2 separate regions of the Triticum aestivum genome follow, and region 2 is linked to region 1. Evidence: chromatin contacts called from public Hi-C data. All regions are on one chromosome and are shown on one strand. Each heading gives the region's core, a stretch centred on a gene start, on an enhancer-like site or on the middle of the called end of the contact. The rest is flanking DNA. Distances are from core to core; before and after follow the strand shown. Region 1 holds the start of LOC123132419 (tubulin beta-3 chain-like). Region 2 holds the start of LOC123132423 (4-hydroxyphenylpyruvate dioxygenase).

What was found. Hi-C and Micro-C count contacts between places; a contact is called where the count stands out from the background.
Region 2: a contact with region 1 is called in a Hi-C map of leaf, with 5 times the contacts expected there. The contact joins the promoter of LOC123132423 here to the promoter of LOC123132419 in region 1. A contact is called at or near these places in 2 of 5 Hi-C or Micro-C datasets (both in leaf).

The regions. Positions count from the first base shown.
Region 1 is chr6A:118,759,973-118,763,594 of IWGSC CS RefSeq v2.1, reverse strand. LOC123132419 (tubulin beta-3 chain-like) reads right to left here and starts at 1,598. Exons shown (of 3, transcript XM_044552211.1): 1 at 1,125-1,598; 2 at 1-55. The coding sequence starts at 1,518.
Region 2 is chr6A:119,401,413-119,405,034 of IWGSC CS RefSeq v2.1, reverse strand. It overlaps LOC123132423 (4-hydroxyphenylpyruvate dioxygenase), which reads left to right and starts at 2,069. Exons shown (of 2, transcript XM_044552214.1): 1 at 2,069-3,346. The coding sequence starts at 2,232.

The DNA.
Region 1 (3,622 bases), core at 349-2,848:
AGTGTACCCATACCAGAACCAGTTCCTCCTCCCAGAGAGTGGCAGACTTGGAATCCTGTGATAGATGAGAATCATAGGTTATTTCGGTTCTCATTTCAGTGTGCACTTGAATAAATAGGCAACCCAATAACTAGAGTAGTGTTATGTTCTGTAATGTTCAGCAATCCACACACATAGAGAAAACTGGAACATAATGAGCACATCAAGCAGACTCATAAGCACAGGTGCTTGAGAAATCAACATCACGCATGCTACTCTACCGATGCTTTGATCCACACACATCACTAAGCAGGGACACTGGTGCTCGAGAAAACAGCATTAGACATGCTACTCTACTGATGCTTTGATCCACATACATCACTAAGCAGGCACACTGGTGCTCAAGAAATCAGCATCAGACATGCTGCTCTACTGATGCTATGATCCACACACATCACTAAGCAGGCACGCTGGTGCTTGAGAAATGAACATCACACATGCTACTCTACTGATGCTATGATCCACACACATCACTAAGCAGGCACACTGGTGCTTGAGAAATCAACATCACACATGCTACTCTACTGATGCTTTAATCTTCTTTGAGAATTTACTGTAATTTACTCAGCAGAGTAGTAGAGAGTGGACAGCTACTGCTTAGAAATAAACATAGAATTCGCAGATAATTATGCAACCAGAGGAATGCACTGGACCTCATACACGCAAATAACAACTTGAATGCAATGGATCTATCATACACGCCAAAGACCAACATAATGCAGCTGATCACAGCAAAGTAGCAGATATCTACCGCATCCATTCTACTATTCGATGATCTCCGTGGTTAGAACCACATAAACCATCCAAATGCACCCCCTCGTCAAGTAGAGAAGCAGAATGAACAGTCAACCCTGATCGTATGAGTACTGGAAGCCAGATCTACAGGTTCAGAACCACGCGAACAACCTCCTGCGCAAAGGGGGCAAAAGGCCAGATCTACGAGGCGAGAAGCCAGTAATCGTAATAGCATTCTAACAGATCGCTTTAACACGGAAGAAGGGCAGCAGATCTACACGCCCCAAAACCACACGAGATCCATTTCGGGAAGAAGGAAAAGGTCCAGATCCAGGCGGAGGAGGGTATACCTTGCAGGCAGTCGCAGTTCTCGGCCTCCTTGCGGACGACGTCGAGGACGGAGTCGATGAGCTCGGCGCCCTCGGTGTAGTGGCCCTTGGCCCAGTTGTTGCCGGCGCCGGACTGGCCGAAGACGAAGTTGTCGGGGCGGAAGATCTGGCCGTAGGGCCCCGAGCGGAGGGAGTCCATGGTGCCCGGCTCGAGGTCCATGAGGACGGCGCGGGGCACGAAGCGGCCGCCGCTGGCCTCGTTGTAGTAGACGTTGATGCGCTCGAGCTGGAGGTCGGAGTCGCCGGCGTACTTGCCGGTCTGGTCGATGCCGTGCTCGTCGCAGATCACCTCCCAGAACTTGGCCCCGATCTGGTTGCCGCACTGGCCGCCCTGGATGTGGAGGATCTCCCTCATGGCGGCGGCGGGGGAGGGGTAGGGTTCCGGCGAGGTTTTGGAGGGGGGAGGAGGGGGGGAGAGGGGGGAGTGGAGGCGCGGATCTGTGGGGAGTGGGGGGGCGTGGGTGAGCGGAGTTTTATTTGGAACGGCGTGGGCGGAGGGGAGCGTGCGGGGCCGGTTACCGGGGTTGGAAATTTGAAATCGTTTCGAGGGGTGGTGGTGATTTGCGGTTCCGCGGCGGCGTTTCGGGGGCGAGTCAGGTCGGCGGTTTACCGGGTGACCGGGTGGGCGTACAGTGTGGTCTGCCACGCTCGTTTGCATTTCACGCTGCGAGACGAGAGACAAAGGATGGGATTTACTGCCAAATTTATTTATTTTGAAAGATCCGGGGTCTCCGACTTCATTGATTTAGTTGAAAAGATTTACTGCCAAAATGTGACTGTCTCACGGTTGCCATCATCTTTGTTTTCTTTGTTTCCTTGCCCATGTTAAAATCAAATCCTGCATGTGATTGTGTAAATAAATGTTTATCAAAATCTCTTGATGATTGTCTAAATAAATGTTTGCAACTAATTAATGTGGAATTGATGCAGAAGATAAGTAAATTAAGATGGTTGATTATTGTACGAAGAATATGCGAAAAATGGGTGTGATGGGACTAAAAAATTGGTTGGCCAAAAAAATAAATTAAAAGGACGTGGTGGTGGGGATAGAACCGGTTGACGAGGCGTTTTGCTGACATGAAAAGAAACACTGCTTTTTTATCTTTGTTTCCTACTTGTTGTATGAAGATTTCATTTTTTTGGCAAATGAAAATTTCGACATTGTCCTCGCCATATATATGATTTTACGTTAAGATAATGTCAATGTTGCGGCGCTACAATCCCCCCCACACACACACACACACTCGCATTGATGCCTTTATCGTCATCTTTACCTCGTAATTATGATCTCAAAGCCATCCTCTTTCTCTTGCATCCTTGTAGCCGCATAATTGCCTTGTATGATGTCTGCACCGCGCAGGTTTGATGTTGGTATTGTCATTGACGAATGCCCTTCAAGCCCGAGGGGTTATGAGTGTGGCGGGCTATTGGTGTTGGACATAAACAAGGGTATTCCTTGTGATTGCCCCAATTTGTCCACCTGAAGAATCAGGACACTAACAAAAACATACAAAAACTAAACGGGCTCCTCCCCCCCTCACCACACACACACATATGTCTGGACTATTCAAATTTTCCCAAACCCGTTTTATCTGTCACGTCAACACTACCCCACACGCAGCCAAACACAACCCACTCCCCTCTCCTCCATCCCCGCCCAATCGCATCGCATTTGTCCGAACAAATGGGGGACGATTGGCAGGTGTCGATGTGCGCCATATTTTTGGGGGGCAAGTGGTGGACGTGATTTGGTGAATCCCCCGATCAACATGCTCAAATGTGCAACAGTTTAGAACATAATTTTATGGTTTTAGTGGTTGTGTTCGAAATATGGCTGGAGAAACTTCTACGTGGCCTTTTCGGATAACTCGTTGAGTTTATTTATCTCAGGTAATCCACGAAAAAAGAAAAAGGAACACTTTGATGGCTTTTTCTTAATAATTTTTTGCCCAATAAGGATAAACGAATACGATTTTTCCCCTCGGTGAGTGCACCTAGGGCCTTGTTGGTTGTTGGCAGTGAAAGCCTTTTTCAAGGAGTGAAGGTCTTCCAAGATAGATTTGCTAATTTGTTCAATTCACTTCTTGCCATAATGAAAATTCATAGTTCTAACAAATATATATGGTCCATGTCAGTATGATGCTAGAGCTAAATTTTTAGACTAGTTTCAAAATATTCAAATGCCTGGTGACTCTGATTGATTGGTACTGGGGGATTTCAACTACATTAGATACCCTGACAATAGAAATGGACATGGATGGAATCTCACAAATATGATGAACTTTAATGCTTCCATTAGTGTCTTCGGACTCATTGAAATTCCCTTGAGAGATAGAGACTTCACATGGAGAAATATGCAAGAGGATGCACTCCTTAAAAAGTTGGATATGTGTTTTTCCTCTCAACACTTCCGCCACTAGCCTTTCAAAGCAAATATATGATCATGTGCCTTGCATCAT
Region 2 (3,622 bases), core at 820-3,319, 640 kb before region 1:
CAGGGCGGTGACGGCCGGCGCAGGGCGACGGGCGAACCGACACGCGGACGGCGGCTGGCCCTGACGGGCCGCCTCAACGCGTGTGGCCGCCGGGTCGGAGGAGAGGCCGACTGGTCACGCCGGGGTCGGAGTAGAGGCGTACGGGGTCGACGGCGACGGCGGGCGACGCAAACCGATCAAGATTAGATCGGAAAACCAAAAAGAAAAACGCCGATCAAAGCGATTGGTGAGAGAGCGAAAAAAACCCGGAGCAAGGGATCGGGAAAAAGACTCTCTAGGGCAGCCGGCCAACACGGTCGGCGGATGAACCCTAGGTACGGGTGGCGCGGCCCCTGCCGGCGGTCATGGAGGCCGACCGCCCCAGGGGCGGCGCGTGGGTGCGGAAGCGACGGCGGCTAGGGTTTAGGATTGACTTGCGATAGATACCATGTTAGAAGGAGAAAGGGATTGGTGAAATAGTCGTTGTATTGCTTGAGCCTCATGGACATATATATAAGAGTACATGATCTACTTGGAGTACAAGGCAAGTCAGAATATTTCCTAATTTAATCTATGTTTTTTAATACAATCACGTTACTCAACATATATATATATATAGAAACATCAGTAACATAAAAAATTCCATAAATTAGTTACCTACTTTCTACGTCCGAAAAAACTTGTCCCAAGCTTGTTCCTTAAATGGATGTATCTAGCACTAACTTAATGCTAAATACATCCATTTGAGGGACAAACTTTTTCGGACGGAGGGAGTATTCCCTAGTAGACCCAATGCCTCCGCTAGAGCTTGGTAGCAAGACCTCGAGCCCCAGGGCAACGAATCCATGGTGTTTTGTGTACGAGGCGTTGGTGGAAGAAGGCAGTACGAGAGTTGGATGAGCTCGGGGAGGGGATGTGAGGGGTGGAGGGGAGGGGTTGTATGGTCGTTTGATTGTTCATGAAAAAACAAAGAATTCTTTTCATGAGGTTAGAGTTGATGGAAACTTTCCTATGAAATCCAATACAAATGAATCTTAATCAATGTTTTCTATGAATCAGAATATAGCAAATCAAACAAGGCACTTATGAAAAACTCCTAAGAATTGTAATTGTTTATTCTATGAAAAATCCTTTGGACAAATAGAGGAAAAACTAGAGAGAATATTCTTTTGAACACGCGAAGGGACCCGAAGGTGCCAGAGCTGGCATTATAACAACAAAAGCATCACAACACTGCAAAGAGGACCCTGAAAAAAGGAATTACAAGCAAGCCCTCCCATTTTACATTAAAAACAAAGACACATCGAGTCTTCAATCTGCTGGCGACCTCGCGCGAAGATGCTTTGGCCACCATCTTCGGACACAAAACATGTCATCGTAGGGCAATGAAAGAAGGCCCTCCCTTCCGGAGGCTAAACAAGGGGGCGTCAGAGATTGTCGACAAACCCACCTAAGTCAAGTGTTCCGTCCTAGCCATCCAAACCGCTCACTGAAGAAAATCCATTGTTTGATCCTCAGCCCCGACAACAAAGGTCGATATGGAGAGGTAAATGAAGATGACGAGTGAGCACCGATGCCTGTAAAAATTCCCCAAACTTTCTCGCCCTTTCCACCACCGCATCAACAAAGGGAGAAGGAAGAAGCAACTCCAATGATCTTCAGATCCGAAACCAAACGAGCTTATTATGAAACTGTCGCCAGATCCACCTTCGTCAACTTCCATCCACCATGGGCAAGAAATAGGAAGATGAGGGCTTCCACCACACGCCGCCCCCGAGCAACGGTGGCAAGCTTCTCCACAACATATCACCAGTCGCCTCAGCGACATCTACCCGAGACCCGTCCTCCTCTCTTATCCCAACTTCGGCCGACGAGGCCGTCGGAGGAGTAGAGGAAACAAAAACCAAGATCAACTCTAAAAATCAGGAGGGAGGGGAGAGAAAAAGAAAGATGAAATGACCACTACTAATAGCTAGAGAGAATATGAACCTGGCAATATTTTTAGCTGAACTTTTTTTTGCAATAATAATATTTCTAGCTGTACTTGGATGTACCTTACCCTGGGCCAGTCAGCAAACCCATCACACTAGCTCGAGCCCCCACACCACCAAACGCCAAAAGACAAATCCCACCCGCCACCACTAAACCCCAAGGCCCACGTGGCGTCATCTGCTCCCTTTATTACCCCCACTTCTCCCGTAACTGATAACCCGGAGCCACTACCACACGCAGACAAGAAGCGAACACACACCATGCCGCCCACCCCCACCACCCCCGCAGCCACCGGCGCCGCCGCGGTGACGCCGGAGCACGCGCGGCCGCGCCGAATGGTCCGCTTCAACCCGCGCAGCGACCGCTTCCACACGCTCGCCTTCCACCACGTCGAGTTCTGGTGCGCGGACGCCGCCTCCGCCGCCGGCCGCTTCGCCTTCGCGCTCGGCGCGCCGCTCGCCGCCAGGTCCGACCTCTCCACGGGGAACTCCGTGCACGCCTCCCAGCTGCTCCGCTCGGGCAACCTCGCCTTCCTCTTCACGGCCCCCTACGCCAACGGCTGCGACGCCGCCACCGCCTCCCTGCCCTCCTTCTCCGCCGACGCCGCGCGCCAGTTCTCCGCGGACCACGGCCTCGCGGTGCGCTCCATAGCGCTGCGCGTCGCGGACGCTGCCGAGGCCTTCCGCGCCAGCGTCGACGGGGGCGCGCGCCCGGCCTTCAGCCCTGTGGACCTCGGCCGCGGCTTCGGCTTCGCGGAGGTCGAGCTCTACGGCGACGTCGTGCTCCGCTTCGTCAGCCACCCGGACGGCAGGGACGTGCCCTTCTTGCCGGGGTTCGAGGGCGTGAGCAACCCAGACGCCGTGGACTACGGCCTGACGCGGTTCGACCACGTCGTCGGCAACGTCCCGGAGCTTGCCCCCGCCGCGGCCTACGTCGCCGGGTTCACGGGGTTCCACGAGTTCGCCGAGTTCACGACGGAGGACGTGGGCACGGCCGAGAGCGGGCTCAACTCGATGGTGCTCGCCAACAACTCGGAGGGCGTGCTGCTGCCGCTCAACGAGCCGGTGCACGGCACCAAGCGCCGGAGCCAGATACAGACGTTCCTGGAACACCACGGCGGCTCGGGCGTGCAGCACATCGCGGTGGCCAGCAGCGACGTGCTCAGGACGCTCAGGGAGATGCGTGCGCGCTCCGCCATGGGCGGCTTCGACTTCCTGCCACCCCCGCTGCCGAAGTACTACGAAGGCGTGCGGCGCATCGCCGGGGATGTGCTCTCGGAGGCGCAGATCAAGGAATGCCAGGAGCTGGGGGTGCTCGTCGACAGGGACGACCAAGGGGTGTTGCTACAAATCTTCACCAAGCCAGTAGGGGACAGGTAAAAACACAACCTTTTTCCACTTTGACTTTGGGTTCTAAATTACATGATGCACGTGTAATGCTGCACAAAAGTATCAAATGTTACCGTTAGAACACAGAGTTGAACTCCATGCATGATGCACCTTTATGAAGATTGCGAGAACTAAAAGGGGAATAAAATCTTGTTCAAACCAAAAAGGGGGAATAAAGCTCCCTGTGCATAGTGGAAAACCAACGTATATTCCCAATTTGGGCCATAGATTAGCATAGGCAGCTATCTGCACAAGATTAGGTT